2 separate regions of the Arachis hypogaea genome follow, and region 1 is linked to region 2. The links are chromatin contacts, called in public Hi-C maps. All regions are on one chromosome and are shown on one strand. Each heading gives the region's core, a stretch centred on a gene start, on an enhancer-like site or on the middle of the called end of the contact. The rest is flanking DNA. Distances are from core to core; before and after follow the strand shown. Region 1 holds the start of LOC112800642 (histone-lysine N-methyltransferase SUVR5). Region 2 holds the start of LOC112800632 (pentatricopeptide repeat-containing protein At2g22410, mitochondrial-like).

Region 1 (5,717 bases), core at 567-3,066, 320 kb after region 2:
TATCATATGAAAATTTTTAATTTTTGAATAATTTCTGGGATGAAAAAATAAAATAATTCACATCTAACTTCATAACGGATTAGTATTACGGACATTTGAATAATACATAAAATGCGACTAGCTGATTTGAATAAAATTTATCTAGTATTAGCATTAGAAAATTAAATCTTTCAGTTTAAAATCTTAAGGAAATATTAACGGACAAGTTTTATGTATAAATTTGCATATCAAATTAATCGATATATATTTTTACCCAATTATTACACATCCAACAGAAAATGGAACCTTAAAATTCATACGAGAATATGATCCCACAAAAAAACCCGACCAAAGAGAAACGAACAGCAAACATTGGTGATTCTGTGTTGCCAATTAGTAATGTGAACAGAAACAGATAACCAACAATGACCAATTGCATCGTTATCTGTTAATTGTCACAATGTTAATAAAAGGTTTTTTTTTTTTCAAAAAAAAAAAACAAATCCTTTGTGTTTCAATTTTATTTTTCCCAATTAGGGCACGAATCAAATGATGAGATTGAGAGCCACCCAGCAGAAAAAAATCCGTCACAGCAATACATTACTGAGAAGCAGCAAGATAAAGCTTCAAACTTTGAAGCCCGCACACGCAAAATCAGCACAGGAACATGCTCAATTTAAAGTCTAGCTCATAGAAAGGTGAAAACCCTTAATGGCGAAGACCCAATTGAAAAAATGGAACTAAATCGCAGCATTATTATTGTGGTTAGACAGTAACACAAGATGATAAACCCTAAGCACATCCACAGTGTGTGAAATCAATCATACGAAGATGCGGAACTTGGATGTATTATTGTAATTGTAACTAACTGCATGTCTCAAAATTGGAAAATTAAAATTTAAAATTGAGAAATTAAGTGCTGCAGAATCATAAAAAGTAAAATCGGGCATCAGTTATATAACCTCAACATATAATAGAGAGTGCTCCTTAAAACGTTGAACCAAATAGGGGTAAGATCTTCACTCCTGCCATTACTAGTACGTCTTTTTTTTTTTCTGTAACCTATAGATTTTTTTATTTTATTATAATATATATAGACATAGACATATGTTTGTATTAGACATAAGGTGCACAACATGTATAAGGGGGTCGGGGAGTTGAGCTAGCTAGGTCAGACACAAATAAAAATAAAATTGAGACACACAAAAAATGTGACATGAAAATAGAATATACATTGTGTTAGGGAAAATAGAGAGATAAATAAAAGGGAGGTAAGAAAAGGGGCAAGTGGTAATGTACCTTAAGGAAAAGAGTTAGGGAGGGAAGTTTATGCAGTGAGATGAGGGGCACCTTGCGCACTTGCAGAAGGGGGTGGGTGGGTGGTTGAAAATGAAATTGCCTCTCTCTTTTTTCTTCTTTTTTTTTTTAAACAAAAAAAAAATTGGTTTTTATGTGAAGTGAAAAAATGTTGTCTCCCTCTCGCAGCACTATTGGTTAATGGTTAGTGATAGGTAGATGGGGGCATAGAAATATAGATACAGATACAGGGTTCTCTTTATTTTTTAATAAAATATATATATAGCAAGTGTGGCTCTTGATTTTAGGCATGAAAAGAAAGAAAGAGGGGTGGTCAGCTGAGGCCCCGTGCCCAAATTCAAAGACGACTCAATATTTCCATTTTTTTAAGACAAAGGGAGGGAGAAGAATAGAGAAAAGGGTAGTATTGGTAATAACGAAAAAAATGGGTCCTTACCTTAGGGGTAATGGCTGGGTTAGAAGTTGCCAAGTTGGGGCTTCCTTCTGCAGCCGAGAGTGGTGAATTGCAGTCACCTCTCTTCGGATGTGTAATAGAAATACTAATGATTTTTTAGCTAAAATTTAATTAATAATGTAAAGTGTGTAATATATATTATATAATATAATGATAAGTTTGGATGGGGCAAGGGAGAAGCGGAGTGAAGGATAATCAAAGGGAAAGGACAACAAAACGCATGGTCGTAACGATAATGGCAAACCCAACGACGTCGTATCACGACTTCTTTGTTCTAGAATCTAGATCAACATTCGGTGTAATAATTACTTCTTCGATCTGTTAATGGTAAATTATTACAGTATTATTTTTATTAATTATTTTTAATCGTTTTCTTTCTATTACTTTAAATAGTTATTTATTTTCAAGTTTCAACTATTTGGAGGGTATTATGGGAAAATGAACATCTTACCCAATAATCTTCCTGATATACCACAAGTCCACAACACACCACATGACATATCTCATTCATTAGAGATTTTCCAATTCGATCTAATACATTTACTTGATTTTTTTATTTAAAAATTAAATTAATGCTTTTAATTTTTTTTTCAAAGCATTTACCTAACTTTCCTGCAATTTGTGAGTTGGGTTTGGTTGAAGTCCATAGATTGGTGTGGGTTGACCCAACAACGCAATGGATACCTCTAATATAAAGTCTATCGTATTGGTTTTTGTTGGAAGGTATATTTTTGTTTCGTTTTCGGGTATGTCATCTAAATGGGTCAACGCTCTCTTTCATGTTTCTTTTACTAACAAAACAGGACCCTAAAAAAAACTTGCGTCAATAACAAACCAAACATTAGATATAATTTGTTCTTAGCTTTATTATTCCTTTTGCCTTGTTCTAGGAGAAATTACTCAAATTAGTAAATTACTAAAAAGTGAAGCACAATCTGCTAGCTAAAATTACATGTAAATAATATTCAATAATGAATGTAGTTAAATAACGTATTAGTTATTAGTTACAACTTAGATGCATATCATAATTTTGAATTTTGATGTCTAAGTGACAGATACGATAGATGATAAAAATAAAAATAGGTTAGATGACCTATTAAGAGTTTATTTTTTTATTTGATTTGAGATAAAATAAATTTAAATTTAAGGTGTTTTGAACATCTAAATTCATAAATAGATTAAGTCTATTTATTAAAATATAAATAAGTATATAAATAAATTTTTCATAATTAAAAATATTAATTTTTTAAAAATTTGTTATATCTTTTTATAAATACATTTTCATATTTTAAATACTTAAAAATTAAAATATTATTACAAATATTAAATTTAGTATATTACATATAATGATATAAGTAACTTTTTGATAAGAAAATTTTTTTTAATATATGTATATATTTTTCTAAAAAAAGAAAGTACTAGGTATTTTAATAAATTTCACGCTAACCAAACTTAGTATTTTAAAATGAAAAATCTATAACAATACCATACTCAAGTTAATTAATTAACTATATATATTACATATGTAGCTATTACGAACGAAGACTGACGGGGCTATTTCTATCCCAGTGAATCGACATAGTAGAAGTTAAAATCTTTACTGCAGCTATGATTAACTCATGATTTCATTATTATGTAACTTAGTGATATCAAGGTGCATGAATGCATGGTGTTGCCGTCACATGTATGAAAACTACAGTTGCGTAGGTAAGAAAAAAAAGAAAAAAAAAAAAAAAACCTGAATGATGATGTTTTTGCGCCATGTCTACAAAGGATAAAAGCCTGTGGATACAGCAACTTGTCAACAGCACCTTATTAGTTGTTAAAGATATAAATATACATGTTTTTTCTTTTTATCAATTTAAATTTTTAGAAAAGATAATATTATAATATAGTATCAAACTATTATGTTAGTAAGATTTAGAGTTTGATTTTTGATAAATTCTAAAAAATTTTAAAAATAATATAAGACAATTAAAAAAATTGTCTATATAAAAATTAAACAAATACAACAAAAAAAAATCTTACTTAAAAAAGAATATTAAATATATAAATATTTATATTATCTCCTTTTATCAATTTAAAATTTTGAATTTAGATTTTTTAAATTTTAAATTTTTATTTAAAGAGTAAAGTATGATCTTTCACTATTTATTTTATAAGTGGGACAAAAAAAATATAAGAGAGAGACTATTTAAAAATGAATGATCACACGTTACCTTCTAAAATAAAATTCAAAATTTAATGGATCCAAATCCTAAGATTTTATAAGTGATATCATCACATCCGCTTCTTTCAAAATAATCCATATTTGCAAATTACCTATCTCACAATTTGTTCTTGCCACTACTGCCATGTGATCGCTTTTACCTACTACCTTCCTTAATTAAGTTGGAGCAGTTTTGCTTAATTAAGAACACACACATACGAGTTGTCATTCTGCATAAACTAGAAGCTTTAATTATTTGATGAAGTTGAAGAATAGAAAGTATGTGGTAATAAGGAAATAATTATGAAGATCAGAGAATGAAAAGTAGTTAAATTATGGAGGTAGAAGTGGGGACAGATAGAGAAATAGGAGGAAAGATGCTTTAATGATGGTTATATATGATTGGCATTGACTAGCTTGTCCTAACCTCTTTGGAAAGTTCGCCTTTTCTGTCACACAATTCCGATTCTACATTTTAAATAATGTACTAATGTGCCCATATTAATTAGCCTCTTACACAGACATTTAATTTGTACCAAAATGTTATGTAATATGTAATGTAAGTTTTGCTAACTCGAGGCACCATTTTCGGATGAGGACTATTGAGAACCAACCCCACAGGCCCCCTCTTTTCACTGCTACACCAAAATTTTGATTCACATTTTGGATACAATAATGCTTATGATGTGCTCTCTTCCTGGGGCTATTAATTATTTCCCCAACATATTTAAAACTCTGTTTGAATAGTCACTTTCTCTCTTTCTTTTATTTTCATTTTCCATTCCCATATAATATGGCAAGTAGTTGTTACCGCTCTCTGTGTCCTAGATTGTTATATTCCATAAGGCAAGGGAATCATTGTTATTATCATCACTATTAACAAATGCTGCATGCATTTGTGATTCCTGTCATACAGAACAAAAAGAACAAAGACAATGAAATAATAAAGATGCGTCATTTATGTGCATGTGTTTATTTTCTTCACGTATTCAAATTTGTTTCAAAATTCCCATGCATTAATTATGCTATGTATATAGTATTCTATAAACTTCAATTTTTGCAAACACTTCCAAAGAGGAAGTAATTAAGGAGCCATTAATTCCTAAATATCGTATTATTAATTATTACAGATGGTGAAAAAAAGGTAGATAAATACAAAATAATCAAGCACGTAATGATTGTGATCTTTCCAGTAGCTAATGTCACTGTTTGAGACAAAGTACTTCAGTCTCAAAGCTTATACGGTCATATGAAAATCAACTTTAGTTTGCTTTTAACAATGATGTGTTTTCAAAATTATTTTGGTTTGTTCATATGAAAACAAACAAACAAACACTATAAGCTAATGAAATATAGCTGGCAAGTGGCAACAACGACAAACCTATCACATAAATATAGCAAGTACCATTCTTCATACTCGTTTGGAAGCCCTGAGCTTCAAGCTTCCTTTGATTTCAATTATTCTATATAACTTCTAATTTGTCTTCTTTTATCAATTTCATCCAAAAAAAAAAAAGAAAAGAAAAAATAGAGTGTCACAGTCAAATCATTTTTTAACTTAGGTAAAACAATTTTACTATTTAATATTTGCTTTTGCTTGAGTGTTATTAAATCGATAAAAAATATCTTTTTTCAATTAAAAGATTTTTTTATTTTTTAATATATTTAGCAAATTTCTAAGAATAAAAGTAAAAGCACTAGAAAAATAAAAAAATAATTTTTTTGATAAACTATAATTTATATATTTTTTTAAAAGAT
Region 2 (5,801 bases), core at 2,376-4,875:
TTTTTTTTTGGGTCAATTTTGTTGTTGTTTAGTCTCTGTCTTCGTATTCACTATCGAGCAGTATATGAAAGCGAACAAAAATTCAAAATTTTTTTTACAAGTTTATTCCTATTACTTTTTACTGCATATTCTAAGAACGAATTTTATTATTAGTCATTAAATATCAACATAAGTTACATTTTGTGTTTCATAGTTGTTAATTTATCAAATAACATAAACAATATATACTATTACATTAAGTATTTTAATTGTTTTATTAAGATTTGAACAATACTACATGACTAATAAATATGATTATTTTTAGTGAGTATTTTATCAGCAATACGTTATATTTATATTTAAAAAAATTTTATACATAAAAAATATAATTTACACTTATATTTATATGTATCTATATTTTTTTAGAGTTTGTATACATAGATAAATAAAATTTATTTATTAAAGATAATTTAATAATTATATTAGTCAAATAGTAAAAAATACTAAAAATTACTGATTTTCAAAAATTTTTTAAAAAAGTTTTTCATGAAATAAATATTATATGGTATTTTTTCATTTTTGTCATACATATTTATTTACATGAATTTTTTTTTGATGCAGTCCCTGCACTAGTATTTTATTGAAAGATGAGTGTATTATGATGTTTACACTCTACATAATTGTTTTGGGGTGCTGCATTTATTCACAAATTACAAGAGGATTGAATAGTCACTACTTCCCTTTCACACTTATCCGTATCGGTATCCGAATCCGAATCCAACAACCTGGTATCCCGCCGACAGAACATTTTCTACGTACAAGACAACCGCACGATCGAAACCATTATTAACCGAAGACCTCTTTACCAAGTCTATTCCATGATTCCACTTTTGTCTGTCACTCTCTTTTGCAACTCACCGTAAAATCTAAACCAATCAAAACTAACATTAATTAAATAATTAATGAATGCACTCAGTCACTAATTGTGGCGTGTGGCATGTATCACTGTATAATATTATGCTCTTCTTATGCCGTGTTTCCTATATAAATTAATTAATTAATATGGTTGAATTTCACAATCCCAGGTTCCACTTAATTGTATGGGTATGCAGAGAAGAAGATAAGTGGTGCGAATGATGGAGGAAGTGGCAGGGGCGTTTGGCAGCAGCGCCAGCTTCGCCCTCCGCTTGGGGCAGACCGTCTTCTCCTCCGCCTCCCTTCTATTCATGTGCTTTGGCGTCGATTTCTACTCATACACCGCTTTCTGGTATTTCTTTTTCTCATTCACTCTTTAGTCTTCAATGTGTTGCTTTGATAACAAACATTATTTTGCAATGTCATCTGAATGCACACCTACTCTCAAATTTCGATCTCAAAATTGGTTTTTATGTGGGGTTACATGTCATTTCAATTCTGCTATGTCGCAGATCTATTCTTCATAAGAAATGAGGCAGTAATTTACACTTCTCAAATTATAGGCAAGTCACTGCAAGCTTGCTGGCCCTGAAATTGGTTTGCAAATTGTTCAAAGTCTTACATACCTCTCTGATTTTGGGATAGAAAGTTTACAAATGAATTTATTGCTGAATGGTGATGGGAAATTAATTGAAATTCCCTATAACTAAATTGCGCATCTAATAGGTCCAGAGTCTACAGCATTTTTGGTGTAGGATGTAAGAATGCTGAGAACAGATCATTTCTAATTTCTTAATGAGCATGAACAATTGATTGATTGGGGCTCTTAATACAAAGCTGGAGTTCCCAATTTCTTTTACATTTTTGGTTTGATACATGATTTGATTGTGATGAGTGTTTGTGTGGAGCTTAGCCACTTAGCATGTTCAAGGTCTAAAACCAAGAGGAGGAAAAGGAATTAGGTTTACGCAGCATGCATGTGGTTACAATTGGCATGCCTTGCAGTTTATAAATTCTAACTGATAATAAGTTATGCTATTCTGCAGCTATTTGGTGACGGTCATGGGTTTGGTAATTCCATGGAGCGTAACATTGTTAGTAGTAGATGCTTACTCCGTCTTCATAAAAGACCTACAAATTCAGCAAAGGATTGTAATGATAATCTTTCTGGGAGACATGGTATGTAGTTATCTGCAACTTATGGCTAAGACTTGAAGAGGCATTAATAAGGTTCCAATACTGAACTAATAGTTTTGAGGTTTTTCTTTTCGTTTTCCTTATCTACTATGCAGGTTTTATCGTATCTCTCGCTGGCTGCAGCATGCTCTACAGCGAGTGTCGCGGATCTTCTGCTTGAAGCTGGTGGATCCCTTTGCCCTGCAAGACTATGTGGTAGATATCAAATGTCTGCTGCTATGGCCTTTTTGTCTTGGTTTCTTTCATCAGCTTCCTGTCTTTTCAATTTTTGGCTCTTCTCTTCTCTGTAAAATACATAGCTCACTGTTGATATATGTGTAAATGAATGCAAAGGGTGTGAATGTGAATGACAAAGTCATTTGCTTTTTAAGTACATATTTTTTGAAATTTCCTTGTGAATAAAATTCTGGCGACTATAGTCAACAATGTAATAACTGCTCTTTCAGCAGGGCAAGGGAAAAATACTAAAGGTTTATTTCTTGGCTCTCAACTGCTTCCAGCTTTTCTTCCCAGTTTTTTGCTGTTTTACCAAGTTACTTGGGAAAAGTTGGTTGAAAATCTGAATGATTTATGTAGCATGGTACTATAAGTTCCACTGTTCCAAACTGTATGTACTGTGCCTGCGATAATCTGGCGCAACATCTGTAACATTCATTTGGTGCTTATGCAATGTGAAGAGTTCTATTCTATATTGTTTCTTTATGACGTTTGGAGTCACTTTTATTTCATCCTTAGGGGGATTTGAGGGAGCTTGATCCTTAAGAATTAAACTTGACTCCATTCGAATGACTAAAACACTGGTTATCATTTGAGACACTGTCTAAGTCACTAGCTGGTCAAACTTGATTCATGCTTATATGATAGATGTATAGTCAAACAATGTCCATTGGATCAGAAAACTAACAATTTTAAAATAAGAAAATAATATGCGATGATGGTAGAAATAAAGGTAAATTATAACCATGTAAAATTAAACCATTAAAGAATTATAGATGTAGATATGTAGTAGCAAAATGAAATCATAGACTAAAAATCAGCCACTAAAATAGTTATTTAATCATTGATTTATATAAAATAAATATTAAAATATAAAATATATATTAAAAATATATTTAATAAGATATATATTTATATACAAATATATTGTAACAGAATTGAGTAATTAATTTTTTAGGTAGTGTCAACTTAATAATTTGGAATAACCAGGTTTAATAGTAATTCTTACAAAAGCGCCTGAATTAAGATAATACAACAATCTATTATATTTATGAAATATGATTATTTACTAAATTCTTATATTCTTATAGTAGTCTTTTAGATTTTCGAATTTCACTAATTTAATCTCTCAAATTTAAAATTGACTATACTGATTTTTAAGATTCATTTTCGGGTATTGTATTAGTTCTTGGATCAAGTGTTGAGTTATCTCTTATTTGTCACAAAAGATGTTACAAATGATTAGCTTTCATGACAAGATTAGTTTTATTACCCAAATTGGTCTTTTCTATTTATAAATCCTAATTCACTCTCATTAGGGATGTCTGTTGTATTCTTTTTAAAATCAATCTTGCCAGCCAATCTTTGCAGCATCCAGCATGATAAGTGAGAGACAACTCAACACTTTGTTCACTAACTCAGTTCTAGAAATGATCTAGGACCAATACAGAATATGAATCTTGAAGACTAGTATAATAAATTTAAATTTAAAAGACTAAATTGGTAAGACTAGGGAATAATAGGAGAATTTAGTCCATGATTATTTGTAGGGAAGCTAGGTAGGTAGTTTTATTTGATTTGATTTGATGTCAGCCGCTCTGAAACACGCGACCGTTGGTTCCCGCCTGTTTTGCGTTCACTCAGCACAAACCATTTGGCATAATTTCAAGTCACCCACTCACCAAACCCTTCACCATCTCTTAGAGCGATGTTCCTCCATGAGAGAGCTCAAGCTCCTCCATGCCCAGATTATCCTCCATGGCCTATCTGGTCAAGTTCTCACTATTGGCAAGCTTGTCTCTTTCTGCACTTCTCCCGAACTGGGGGATCTCCGTTATGCGCAGCTTCTGTTCGACCAAAGTCCCCAACCTAATAAGTTCATGTACAATCATCTCATAAAGGGTTATTCAAATAGCGATGACCCAATAAGGTCTTTGTTACTTTACCGCCAAATGGTAAATGCTGGGATTTCCCCTAATGAGTTTACCATCCCCTTTGTTGTCAAAACTTGTGCTTGCAAATCCTTATATTGGGAAGCTGTTATTCTTCATGCTCACGCTATTAAGCTTGGGATGGGGTCTCACGCTTGTGTGCAGAACGCTTTCTTGAGTGCCTATGTTGCTTGTCGCCTTATAAATAGTGCACGGAAAGTGTTTGATGATATTTCTGATAGGACCCTGGTCTCATGGAATTCAATCATTGGTGGGTATGCTAAGCTGGGGTTTTGCAAAGAAGCCATCTTGTTGTTTCGAGAGATGCAAAAGTTGGATGTGGTGCCTGATGTGATCACTTTGGTTTGCTTGCTCTCTGTTTCCTCGAAGCATGGTAATTTGGAGTTGGGAAGATTCATGCATCTTTACATAATCGCTACCGGAATTGCAATTGATTCAATTGTGACGAATGCCCTCATTGATATGTATGCCAAGTGCGGGCATTTGCAATATGCCGAATGTGTTTTCGATCAAATGCTTGATAAGAATGTCATTTCGTGGACTTGTATGGTTAATGCATATGCTAACTATGGACTTATTGATTATGCTTTGGAGATGTTTAATAGGATGCCAGTGAAAAATGTGGTTTCTTGGAATTCAATAATTTGCTGTCATGTTCAAGAAGGGAAATACATGGAAGCCATGGAACTTTTCCACACAATGTGTAGTTCAGGTGTGATGCCAGATGAGACCACTCTTGTTAGCGTTCTTTCATCCTGCAGTCACATGGGTGATTTGGAATTGGGGAAACAAGCTCACAATTACATCGGTAACAATAATATTACACTAAGTGTGACCCTTTGTAACGCCCTAATTGACATGTATGCTAAATGTGGTGCCCTTCAGACTGCCATGGACATCTTCTTTGGGATGCCAAAGAAGAATGTGGTGTCATGGAATGTTGCTATTGGGGCACTTGCTCTACATGGTTTTGGAGAAGAAGCTATTGACATGTTCGAGAAGATGCGAGGCAGCGGGCTATTTCCTGATGAGATTACCTTCACAGGGCTACTTTCTGCTTGTAGTCACAGTGGTCTTGTGGACAAGGGGAGATATTACTTTGACATAATGAGTTCCAAGTTCGGGATTTCTCCTGGTGTTACACATTATGCATGCATGGTCAATCTTTTAGGGCGCGGCGGGCTCTTGGGAGAAGCAATGGCCCTAATCAAAGGGATGCCCATGAAACCTGATGTGGTGGTTTGGGGTGCTTTGCTTGGTGCTTGTAGAACCCATGGAAATCTAGAGATTGGTAAGCAAATCATGAAGCAATTGTTGGAGTTGGGAAGATATAATTCTGGGCTTTATGTGCTTCTCTCAAACATGTATTCAGAATCTCAAAGATGGGACGACATGAGAAAGATCAGGAAAATAATGGATGAAAGTGGGATAAAAAAGTGTTGGGCAATAAGTTCCATTGAAATCAATGGCTTTTGCTAACAGTATATACTAATGCTTTTGATCAATAAACAGATCATCTAAAGTTTGTAGGATATCTATGCA

The links. A called contact is a pair of places that touch in the nucleus more often than the background predicts.
Region 1: a contact with region 2 is called in a Hi-C map of leaf, with 6 times the contacts expected there. The contact joins the promoter of LOC112800642 here to the promoter of LOC112800632 in region 2. A contact is called at or near these places in 2 of 8 Hi-C or Micro-C datasets (both in leaf).

What each region holds. Positions count from the first base shown.
Region 1 is chr5:9,493,534-9,499,250 of arahy.Tifrunner.gnm2.J5K5, forward strand. LOC112800642 (histone-lysine N-methyltransferase SUVR5) reads right to left here and starts at 1,817. Exons shown (of 13, transcript XR_011881772.1): 1 at 1,279-1,817.
Region 2 is chr5:9,173,568-9,179,368 of arahy.Tifrunner.gnm2.J5K5, forward strand. It overlaps LOC112800632 (pentatricopeptide repeat-containing protein At2g22410, mitochondrial-like), which reads left to right and starts at 3,626. Exons shown (of 1, transcript XM_025842976.3): 1 at 3,626-5,801. The coding sequence starts at 3,894. The coding sequence ends at 5,738. LOC112800631 (CASP-like protein ARALYDRAFT_485429) reads left to right here and starts at 737. Exons shown (of 3, transcript XM_025842975.3): 1 at 737-1,246; 2 at 1,941-2,073; 3 at 2,187-2,784. The coding sequence starts at 1,113. The coding sequence ends at 2,381.